Linked DNA regions of Callithrix jacchus: region 2 is linked to region 1. A link is a contact called in public Hi-C data. All regions are on one chromosome and are shown on one strand. The core of a region is the stretch at or near the end of the contact, and the rest is flanking DNA. Distances in the headings are between cores, read along the strand shown.

What was found. A called contact is a pair of places that touch in the nucleus more often than the background predicts.
Region 2: a Hi-C map of induced pluripotent stem cells shows a contact between it and region 1, with 6 times the contacts expected there. The contact joins the enhancer-like site here to the promoter of PLK2 in region 1. A contact is called at or near these places in 3 of 3 Hi-C or Micro-C datasets (induced pluripotent stem cells and skeletal muscle).

The regions. Positions count from the first base shown.
Region 1 is chr2:151,408,108-151,414,247 of calJac240_pri, forward strand. PLK2 (polo like kinase 2) reads left to right here and starts at 2,870. Exons shown (of 14, transcript XM_002744937.6): 1 at 2,870-3,266; 2 at 3,851-3,958; 3 at 4,102-4,218; 4 at 4,414-4,543; 5 at 4,777-4,864; 6 at 5,338-5,433; 7 at 5,542-5,740; 8 at 5,832-5,979. The coding sequence starts at 2,997. It overlaps LOC144581598, which reads right to left and starts at 3,207. Exons shown (of 3, transcript XR_013532633.1): 1 at 929-3,207.
Region 2 is chr2:152,095,195-152,100,935 of calJac240_pri, forward strand. No RefSeq gene overlaps it. Among named protein-coding and RNA genes, the nearest start is that of ACTBL2, 330 kb to the right of the region's middle. Within about 2 kb of position 2,282, at least 3 of the 16 cell types and tissues checked have an H3K27ac peak or open chromatin away from gene starts, as enhancers often do.

The DNA.
Region 1 (6,140 bases), core at 1,620-4,119:
GAAGTATGGGTTAATTTTTTTCTTCCTACTGGTTACCAAATCAACCCCATGATATTTAGTAATTATTCTACTTACTAGAAAGTACATTTATTTCCTTTTTTTGTCCTATGAACTACAATTTTGGTTCTTTCCACATGATGGCACCACAATCCAAAAAAAATCATTTTCTTAGCTGGAAAGAAGACACCATAAGATTTACACAGTGTTAATATTTCATTAAATGCCTCCATGTTGTGGAAGACAGACCTGAATTTCACATGGAATGTTCAATAGTTTATCAAATACTGAAGTCCGTTTGGTAAAGACACATACCATTGTGTATGCTAATCAAAGTAATTGAAATAATTTTTAAAAATCATGACAATCTATTCTTCATAGTCTTTATCTTAGGCACAAAGAAATACATATGCACATACACACGTGTGTGTGTGTGTGTATAAACTTTATTATCAACCAATAAAGACATGGTGTGTAAAACTAGCTTTGAGAAATTCTAGTAATATTTTCTAAAACTGAAAGCCTTCAAAATCTTATAAAGTAGGTTTGCATAAATCTGGGGAGCAAAGGTCACCCCTAGGTTTATGAATAAAGAGGATGATTACGTAATTCTGAATTCCCACTCCTAATCCCCACCCCCTTACTCCATCCCTGACAATCTTGGGATTAACGTCTATTGTCACTTATGAGAAACATGCCCAGACTTGCCCTGTACTCTTTAAAGAATTAAAAACAGAAGCCACAGAAAGCACTTTTCCTTTCTCTATAATGGCAAAGACTTTCCCTTTCTCCTCTGTAACGGCAATGAGCCTCGTTTCCACATTATGCTGGAAGTATTTGAGACACAGTATCTTTGTAAATGTTTGATTCATGTTGATACCACGCACGCCTAAATTTGACAGTGGACTGCAGGAACCCTTTTTGTACATACCTTCCAGGGATCCAATAATCTGATATTCCAAATGTCTCTGGAATTTTGCTTCTAAAAACTGTTTACCATATCTTGTTAACATAGATAAAAAGATTCAAGTGTGCTAATTAAACTAACTTCGATGATCTACTAAAAATATAGTTAAATTCTCCAAATCTCATCTATAAAATGGGAATAATAATGTAGGAGACCAGAACCTGCCACTCCAAATATGGCTCTGGGATAAGGATTATTTAGAGATAATTATTTTGAGAACTAGCCGACCCAGGAGATGCTCTAAAAAATGGCATATTACCCTTTTGTAAGGGAAACTTACATTTACTAAAACAAAAACAAAAACAAAACCCATAAAACTACATTTGTAAGAGTGTCTTCTCTGTACCAGGAGGAAAAGTTTGACTCTAAATCATGAAAAACTCTTTTGTCAGTGAAGAAATAAGAAACCCCACTCCTATTTACTATACATTTCCTGGTCATGCTTCCTTAACTTGCCCGCCCCATACTCTTTTCTTTTGGTTTAGCTAAAGATGGTATTTAAGCCCAATTTTCAGCAATTTCATGGGTTATCTCCCATGTATATAGGAGACATACATGTTAATAAACTTCCTTGTTTTCTTGTTAATCTGTCTGGTTACAGGGATCCAGGTCAACTTTGAAAGGTAGAAAATTATTTTTCCTTCCTTACAACATTTCTCACTCAGAATTGTTGTAGGATTAAGTAAGGCATTTCAAAATACTGCACAGTCCTCAATAAATGTAACACTATCATAATTAGAGTAAGAAAAATTAAACGTGTTCCTAGGTTAGTAAAACTGCACAGTAAATCTGGAAATAGAAAACTAAGCCGTGTTTGCATTCACTGGACTATGCTCCTCTCTTCATCCTCCCAATCCCCCATCCCAGGAAGTCTCGGATTGACTCTTCATGCGCCGGGGCAGCTCATGAGGCATCTCAACAGATGCATTCGGAAGAAGTCATAGATGACTCTGATTCCAAACTCTTAATCGGCATCGATTTTTAATACCAGTAACTGTCAAAGGCCTACAGTCCTCAACTGTGGCCCACTCCGACACCTAACAGCACTTCTGGAATATTCCACAAGATGCCGCCCTTGCTTTCCAATCTTCGGGCCACCGGCGGAGGACGCCTTGCCAGGGCGCCGACCTCGCTCTCCAGGGTTCAGGGCCTGACCTCGTACAGAGGCTCGCTTAAGGGGGATGGGCGGGGGTCTGACGGGCCTTGAGGGGGATCCTGGCACGGTGGGCCGATCGGCCCGGGATCCCAGCCTGCGGGCCGGAGTCCGCCCCAGCGCGATGCGGGAAGAGCTCGAATGTCCGGCTCCACGAACCGTGGCCTCTCCCCCGGCACGGCCTCTCGGCACTGCCCCTGATAGACACCAGCGAGCTCGTCACAGCGCCGCGGAGCAGCGGCAACCGAGTCCTGTCACATGGCCAGGGGAGGCCACGCATGCCCGTGCGGTGGGCTCCGGGCACCCTAACACCTAGACACAGAAGGCGCCGGGGGCGAGGCGGCCGGGAAGGGCTGCGCGGGGGAAGGGCTGCGTCTGCACCCGCGCCCAGCTCGCTAGGGTCACTGCACTGCCCCGCCACCCGGCGGCTGGGGCGGGGGTGGGGCCGGTCGCTTGACCTCGGATTTCTGTTTTTATCGCTGAGGCTCGGAGCCTTCGAAGAACGGGCGGCAGGACCCACAGACGCCCCTGATGGCCTCCTCGTGGCCGCGAGAACTCTCAGCGGCCGGAGTTCGAGGTGCGCGGCCCGGTTCGGAAGCTGGACCGGGGTGGCGGGACAGACCGGCTTCTCGGCCCTGCGCGCTCAGGGCGGCCGTGGGGCGGGGCGTCGGCCGTGACGCAATGTTGCGTTTCGAATCTCCGCCCCATTGTCGCCGGCTGGTATATAAGACTTCGAGCCTTCTCACTCGCACAAGTGGACCGGGGTGTCGGTTGCGCGTCGGCAGCAGAGGCAGGGGTGCGAGGGCCACGGCCGGTTCGGACGTGTGACCGCGCCTAGGGAGGGGACGGCAGCGGGCAGTGTGGGGCGGCGAGGCGACCATGGAGCTTTTGCGGACTATCACCTACCAGCCGGCTGCTAGCACCAAAATGTGCGAGCAGGCGCTGGGCAAGGGTTGCGGAGGGGACTCGAAGAAGAAGCGGCCGCCTCAGCCCCCAGAGGAATCGCAGGCGCAGCAGTCCCAGGCGCAGGTGCCGCCGGCGGCCCCGCATCACCATCACCACCACTCGCACTCGGGGCCCGAGATCTCGCGGATTATCGTCGACCCCACGACGGGAAAGCGCTACTGCCGGGGCAAAGTGCTGGGAAAGGTGACGAGCGGAGGGCGCCGGGCTGTCGGGCGGGCGGGAGGTCTGCCCGGGCGACCCCGAGCCGGGCGGGCCCGCGGGGTCCCGCGCCCGCGGCTTCCGGGTTTCTCGGGGGTCCGATCCCAGCGCGAGGTGGGCTCCTCACCTGTCCTGTGGCTTTTGTGCCCCGGCAGCGCAGGCGATCTCGGCTTTGCAATCAGCCTCAGAACTGTGTGCCTCCCGTAGCCCAGAGAAATGCATCTTGAAAGAAGCGAGGGCTTTTCTATTTCAGACCTCTGTCCCTCCACCTGCTCCCAGAGAATTTTCCTGACAAGTCTCATCAAACATTATTTTTCATGTCTCCCCGCTCCGACCCTCCATAAATCTCCCGTTTGTAAAGGAAAAAGAGAAACTGAACTTGCTGTTTCTAGCAATGCGTTTCTCTTCACGAGGGAGCTTCAACGGAGTAGAATGCATCCCTCTGTCCACTCTCCTCCATTCCTCTTTTTTTTTTGCTTTTCTTTCTTCCCATTTATTTATTTATTTAAAGTATCTGCCGTCCATTTTTGTGCCATACTCAATTCCATCTCGGCTTTGTTTCCTTTCAGGGTGGCTTTGCAAAATGTTACGAGATGACAGATTTGACAAATAACAAAGTCTACGCTGCAAAAATTATTCCTCACAGCAGGGTAGCTAAACCTCATCAAAGGGAAAAGGTGTGTATGACTCTTGAGTAAAGTATTTTCTTTGTGTGCACGGATGGCCCTTCCCTGTTAGGAAAATGTCTTCTGCCTGTGTAATCACTGGCTTTTCCGAGGTGACTGGAGGCTAACAAGCCCTACCTTGCTTTTTCATGTAGATTGACAAAGAAATAGAGCTTCACCGAATTCTTCATCATAAACATGTAGTGCAGTTTTACCACTACTTTGAGGACAAAGAAAACATTTACATTCTCTTGGAATACTGCAGTAGAAGGGTAAGTGTCAATTCCTATTTGAGGACATTTACTTTCCCTGAATTAACATGGCATTCAAACAGTATTTTATCTGGGATTTTAGCTGTGGCAGTACTCATACTGCAATGTTAACTTTCATTGCTCAACCTGCAAAGGGAAACCAGTGATTTTGATAACTGTTTGACAGCTTCTCTTTTTTCCTTCTCGTATCCCTAGTCAATGGCTCATATTTTGAAAGCAAGAAAGGTGTTGACAGAGCCAGAAGTCCGATACTACCTCAGGCAGATTGTGTCTGGACTGAAATACCTTCATGAACAAGAAATCTTGCACAGGGATCTCAAACTAGGTGAGTCCTTGACACCGAAAGCTGAGTTTTGTGTTAGAGATAGTTCTTTTTTCTCTCCCTCCTTTTTTTTAAACATATTAACGTTCTTAATTGGGATCTAGCGTCTGCAATTTAGCTTTTGAATGGGTGACTTTGATATAACAATTGGCTGCCTGGGTCCAAAGTGGATGTGTGTGTACTTGGTTAGAATGCATTTTCAAAGGGATTCACTTATTGTTTTGTTTCTCATCTAGGAAACTTTTTTATTAATGAAGCCATGGAACTAAAAGTTGGGGACTTTGGTTTGGCAGCCAGGCTAGAACCCTTGGAACACAGAAGGCGGTAAGAGTCAGAAAGATGCATCCTGGGAGGGTTTCGTGGAAACCAAATGTGCCTTAATTATTTTGCAGTTGATGTTTCAGAGGTCAGGTGATAAAATCTGTAAACCATAGCAATGCTAAAGAAATACTAAATGCCCACTGTGTACTAGACAGAGCCCCCTGTGCCTCTAAACTGATTATGAAAGCAGTCAACGAAGTCTTTTCTGGGCCTGAAATGTATAAAATGCCACAATGTCCCTGGTTTTAGTTGGTTAACAACGTTTTGTCCTGTGGGCTAACACACTGTGTGTGCATGTAAAAATTATCAAAACTCACTTGGCCAGACCTCAATTGTTCAGATGCTAAAATTCAAATGTTTCCAAATAGAAATTGAGCATAGATGTTAAGATTTCGTTTCCCATCAAGTCACATCAGGAGAACTAAGTTTAAATAGTGGAATAGTTCCTAACAAGATTTCAATTTTTATCTTTCCAGAACGATATGTGGTACCCCAAATTATCTCTCTCCTGAAGTCCTCAACAAACAAGGACATGGCTGTGAATCAGACATTTGGGCCTTGGGCTGTGTAATGTAAGTAAATACAGCAGAATAATTAAAAAGCAAATTCAGATTTAGATGTTAACACCTGAAAAGGGTTGCTTTATGACCATTGCTAAAGATGTGTTTCTTTGCACACAGGTATACAATGTTACTAGGGAGGCCCCCATTTGAAACTACAAATCTCAAAGAAACTTACAGGTGCATAAGAGAAGCAAGGTATACAATGCCATCCTCATTGCTGGCTCCAGCCAAGCACTTAATAGCTAGTATGTTATCCAAAAACCCAGAGGATCGTCCCAGTTTGGATGACATCATTCGACATGACTTTTTTTTGCAGGTTGGTTGCCATCTTCTTCTTTTTTTTAATTGCATGCTGTTGATCCCAGTTACCTGGCAGGTTACTGAAGGCCTTTTCTAATATTCCACAGGGCTTCACTCCGGACAGACTATCGTCTAGCTGTTGTCATACAGTTCCAGATTTTCACTTATCGAGCCCAGCTAAGAATTTCTTTAAGAAAGCAGCTGCTGCTCTTTTTGGTGGCAAAAAAGACAAAGCAAGATATATTGACACACATAGTAAGTTAATAACACTCCTTTTCCTTTTTTGTACACAATATCATATTTAAATTTGGTACATCAGTTAAAAGGGAATTTTATATTAATATAACTAGCCAGATTCACAGATTCTTAAATGTTGATATTTATAGCTTAATAAATCCACAACTTGAATTGTGATT
Region 2 (5,741 bases), core at 1,032-3,531, 690 kb after region 1:
ATTCATTGAAGAAAGGCCAGTTAACCAAAAAAAAAAAGACTGACTTAATGTATAGCAGATAATATTTTAAGGATCTGCAGAAATCAGACAGAGAAATGAGTTTAAGAAAGGGAGTTTAACAGCTATGCAACATTCTCAGGTGCCTTTCTCTGCCTCTTCCATGCAAGAAGTCTTCAGGATGCTACGTGCAAAGTGCTAACTTGGACACTGGGAGAAAGGAAAGACCATGTACCAAATCATATAGTACAGTTCTTTTTTAAAAAGGCGTATGAACATCATAGTAAAAACAAACATCTTTTTAGAAGCAAATAATGAAATTTGAAAACCTAGGTTTGAATACCAGCCCTAAAAACTTACTAGCCAATAAGCAAAGTAATTCACTGAACTGCTCAGAAACTCAAGTTTCCTCATTTAGTTAAAGTGGATAGTAATATCTACTTCACAGAGTAGTCTAAGAATGTGTCATTCTAGAGATTGTCATCAATCTTTCTCATACATGTGCCTCCTTTCTCCATTTGGAAAATAGAATATCAAATGGAATATTCAATACAATATCTGACCCAATATTCTTTCCCTAGCATGTTTATTAATAATGACTAAGTTGACCTAAAACTGATGTAGAAATTATTAAATGTGAAACAACTTTTAAAATAAAGACATTGGATTACTGAAAGAGATCTGGATACTGGGTGAAAAAATGCAGTGAAGTCCTATAGGGAGGCAGGGGATGAGACAGAGAAAGTCCAGGTGGGCTTAGTAAAAGCCAGCCTGGCTCTGGGCTAGGATGTGCAACTACCCTGGAAGGGCTGTTCCAGAGTGGTCATAAACCTCCATGTGTCCCTACCTACATCATCCAGATATAGGCTAGGTACATCACCAAGCCTGATGTACCTGCCTCTCTAGTTTGGCTTTATGAAATACCTGGACTTTTGAATGTTTTTCGGACTTTGGGTCCTCCAAATTGCAAGGCAACTTACACCTGCCAAGACGTCTCTGGGCCAAACACCTTGAATTTCTAGAAAAACAATTCAGTCATTGAGAATGTAGAGTCAGAATCCTTGTAGAAAATAGATGGTCCACTCAAAATGGGTTATATGAAGAGAGTTTAATAAAAAGAGCATTTTTTCGAGTATAGGTCAACTGTAGGGAAACCAAAGTGAAGCCAGAGGAGGGAGATAATTGTTGACCTTTAGCCTAAAGGTTTGAAGCAGCTCTTACAGGTCTCAGAGGCTAAAAAATCTGTGTGGATAAGGTCTCTTTAAAGGACAGAGCCCGCCTGTAGCAGGGCCTCCTATTAAAGAGAGAGAACCCCGCAGGGGACTAAATACCACCACTCACCCCACCCAGCTCTCCTCTTCCACCATATTGCCTGTCATTGCTAAACCCAGCTGAAAACTGGAGGACAAGGGGATCTCTTGGCATAATGTCTAGAGGCCAGGGCACAGAATAACATGGACAACGTACCTAGAGGTCAAAGAGGTCACATCCAGCACAGAGGGATTTGCTATGTGCTTACTGTTATGGTTTAAACTAAATCCCCGCAAAAAGATATACTGAAGTCTCACTCCCCAGTACCTCAAGATGTGACCTTATTTGGAAATAGTTTTTACAGAATTAATCATGTTAAAGTGAGGTCACTATGGTGGGTCCTATCCAATGTAACTGTGTTTTTATATCCAATGTGACTGCGTTTTTATAAAAAGTAGAAATTTTGACACAGAGACAGACATGCACAGAGGGAAGACCATGTGAAGTCACACAGGGAGAAGAAGATAGGACTGGAGGGATGCATCTGCTGGCCAAGGGATGCCAGAATCGCCAGCAAACACCAAGAGGCAGAAGCCACGAAGGATTCTCCCTAGAGCTACTGGAGACACCTGCACCCTGCTTGCACCTTGATTTCAGACTTCCAGCCTCTAGAACTGTAAGAAAATGAATTACCTGTAAGCCATTCAGGTTTGGGTACACTGTTATGGCAGCCTTAAGAGGCCAATACACTTGCTACAGTGCAGCTGCCCTGGACTGAGCATCCTTAATTTCTCAGAGTGGGTGCTGGCTTCAAAATGGACCTTAGAGAAAATGATGTCCAACCCTTTTATTTTACAGATAAGAGAAATGAGGCATAAGAGAGCCTTACTTACAGTCACACAACTGGTAACCAAGATCAAACCACAGAGTCCCCAGAAAGCTTTCTGTCAGCCCCACATTGACAAGAAGTCAGGGACACGATTCTCAACCTAGCTAAGCACATTGCACAACACACTGCCACCCACCTAACATATTATCCTCATTACAGGATTCTCCAGAATAGATGACGAGTACCATCCTTTGCTGAACTCACATCTCTGTAGTACCAGCAGCTTTTAGAGCGCCTCTCAGCTAAAGGAAACAGCTCAGAAATGAAAATTTGCCTCTGTTCTTTCTTAGTGCTAAAGAAAATGTCTAATAACCCTGAGAAAGGACACCACTAACTCTATAGGACAAAGTGTTTTGCTTCCTTGTGAATTGGCCATAAAATGAGTTACCCAAACAAAGCTCATTGATTGAAGATTGACTGCCCCACACATCCTGAAGAAATGATAAGAAACTACACAGTCAGCAGTTAAAAGTGTTAGAATGAGAGAGAGGGCAGACAAGCGCCACCCAGAAGCAAATAGATTTCCTATAGCACTGCAATCTTTCTTATCTAGAGAAAAGTTTTGTTTTCTTGTCAATCAATCCCAGCAGATCTTTTGAGGGTTGCCCACACCCTGGACTGGGGAATGCTCAGGAAGGAATGGGGGAAGGAAGACGGGAGAGGCGATTTCCTGATGGGTCAGGTGCTGGCAAGTGACTGGACCCTGGGAAAGTCATAGTGTAGGAATTCCTCTCCTTGGAGAGCAACCAGAGTAGCAGGAACAATGCTGGGAACCGCTGGTGGTGACTCTCAGGTCACACCTTGAACAGTGCAGGCCATGGGCAGCAGGCTAGGCCATAGCACCTCCCGAACCCTGGGCAGCGCAGAGTTTACTCCCCTTGCTCAGTCCAGCTGCCCACATGGAGCACTGTTCTCCTAGCTAGTTCTCTTTAAGGGAGACATATTACATTAACAATAAGAAATTTCTTACTCTAGAAGAAATTGCTTCAAAGTGTGCTAATACCATATGAAAGGAAACTTAAGGAAAGGTTTCATATATGAGTATAAGAAGATACATTTTTCTAAGAAGGATTTTTAAAAGGAAATAATAAAAGATGATTGTGAAAATTAAAAAAAAAAAAAGGGAGATAACTAGCTTCACACAAGATTAACGCATCAGGGTAACTAAAGCAAAGTCCAATTAAGACTTTCTTTTAGGTCCCACTAGTCCCAGAAGGAGACTGCCAATTTCTTGGATCTTGACTGATTATTCTCCCAAAGTAAAGGCATATTGTGACTATCGAGGTGATCCCTTTATGTGCAGTTTCTGATTTGTCTGTAGAGATATAAGTACTTTGGATGGCGTCTCTCCTCATAAAGCAACTCAAAAATCATATAACAGTGAATTACAGGGCCATGTTTCCCTGCCTCCGTGTCCCCAAGCCCTTTGAAGACGGCGTGCTGAGGAGGCTCAGACAGATCTTCTGCCCTGGTCAGAGCACCAGCGAAAGTAACACTCATTTAATGGAGGCTAAAATCACCTGTTTCTACATCAGTTTTTCTCCTATTTAGAAAAGTTTCTTCTCTCACCATCAAAAGTAAGCTATCTGTTAAGAAGTATTAACCATATGGAAGTTTCCTCCAGCTAGATCAGTGCAGAGAAAAGCCAAGATAAATCCATTTTAAAACGCCTTATTTAAAACCAGATTTCCCACTTCTTCAGAGACTAGCTGGAAAGTAACCATTAGGATAATTTACTTGCCTTATTTTCTCTCTCATTCAAACGTGAACAGGACACATGATGCTTCCTGAGCATTTTGGAAGCCTCCATGGCCTTCAAATCTGGTGCATTGGTGACCTCTAGAGGACAGAATCTCATTCCAGTCTCAATATTAAGGTTAAAGAATCCATTGCTCTGGGGAGAATGTGTATACATTATCAACATTACAGCTGCAAAATAGCATTTGGCTCTCACAGGCACAAGAGGCTTCAAGAAATTATTTTCCTCCAGGTAAAATCTCCAAGGTGTCAAATGATCAATTTTCCTGTAAATGAGAGAAGTTTGTTGTTGATGGAAATCTTCTAAAAGATGGATTTTCTTTTTTCCCCCAGGATGTAGCCCATTTTCTGACAGAGTTCCAGCTGAATCTGAAACATTAGAGGTTCTCTGAAGTGGATGTCTTTAGCCATCTTTTGCCTACTCCCCAGCCCTCACTGTCCTGCTCAATTCTCAACACAAGTATTTGAAAATATTAGAAAAAAAGGATTCAAAGAATTATTCTGGAACTCTCTACACTGTCAGGGCCTTGCATTTCCTGATGTGAGTAAAGTAGCTTGCCATGCTTCACTACGTTTTCCTTCAATGGCAGAGCTTTCAACATAGCTGAGAGGGGTTATAGAGGCCCCGGGGCTGTAGAGGCTGGGCGGAGGCATGATTGTGCAATGGGGCTATAATCTCCCGTAGCATTTCCAAGAGGTCCTGGGACAGAATTGCCTTTGCATTCATTCATAGACAGAGCCAAGAGCTTTGAACCACTTTTACTCTTAGGTAGCAACACAGACTCCATGCTACCTGATCCATGGAGACAGAAGTCAGACTTACACCTCAACCTGAAATGGAGGGCCATTTAGGACCTGGCCGTGACATCACTGAATCAACATTATTTTTTAATGTAAAACCGTCTACATTCCAGGCACATTTCCTGGTATTTATTATATGTTACCTTTCATTTCCACAGCTGTCCTGCAAAGTAAGTGTTCATCTATTTTACTGATAAGAAACTAAAAGAGCTCACTCAGTGTCATACAACATACAACTCAAAGTTTGCTTATATTCCTAAATGTGTGGTATTTCCATTATATCACAAGGTTCTAACATGAAATGTGAGGGCAGAAAAAGAGTGTTGCACTCATGGTTTATACTACTCACTTTATAAATAAAGAGATGGAAGAAAAGAAATAGCATGCCTTAGGCCAAACACTTTAGTGGCAGAGCTGGAGTTAATAGCAAGTATTTTAATTTCCAGGCCAGGGCTTGGGTCACTATATAAAGTCAATAATGATTTCCTTCTTGCCTTTGCAGGAGCTATAAAAGATAACTATGAAAGTCGCATAAAGACCAGAAAATAATTCTTTAACATTGCCTCTTCCATTTACCTCACTTTGCTTTTCCACATTCATGAGCTCTTTCTGATGAACCCAGGGAATCCTCCAAGGCCCCCAACTCTAGCTCCAAGGTCTCCCTCATTATTGCCTCTTTTGTACAGTTGTCCTTATTTATATCGATATGGGAAAGAAAATTAGACTCTATGGGGCACAAGCAAAAGCCCACCAACACAATGAGAGAGCGGTAGGCCCTTAATGCTTAAGACTCAGGATGGATTATAATAGAGATTTGAAAACTAGACTGTTTTCTAGAATTGGACTTCTGTTTTTTCTAAGAATCTATTCATACGACTTTGGGACAGACCCAGAAATTTCTCAGCAGGTCCGTTTCTGCTCCTAATATCATGTAAAAAGATACTTTTATCTAGTTAAGGCTCACAAGTAAATGATAAAACTGTTATATAGTTTAAATCAAACTATTCTACTGACAGTTAAAAGATGCAGTAAGTACTCAGAACTA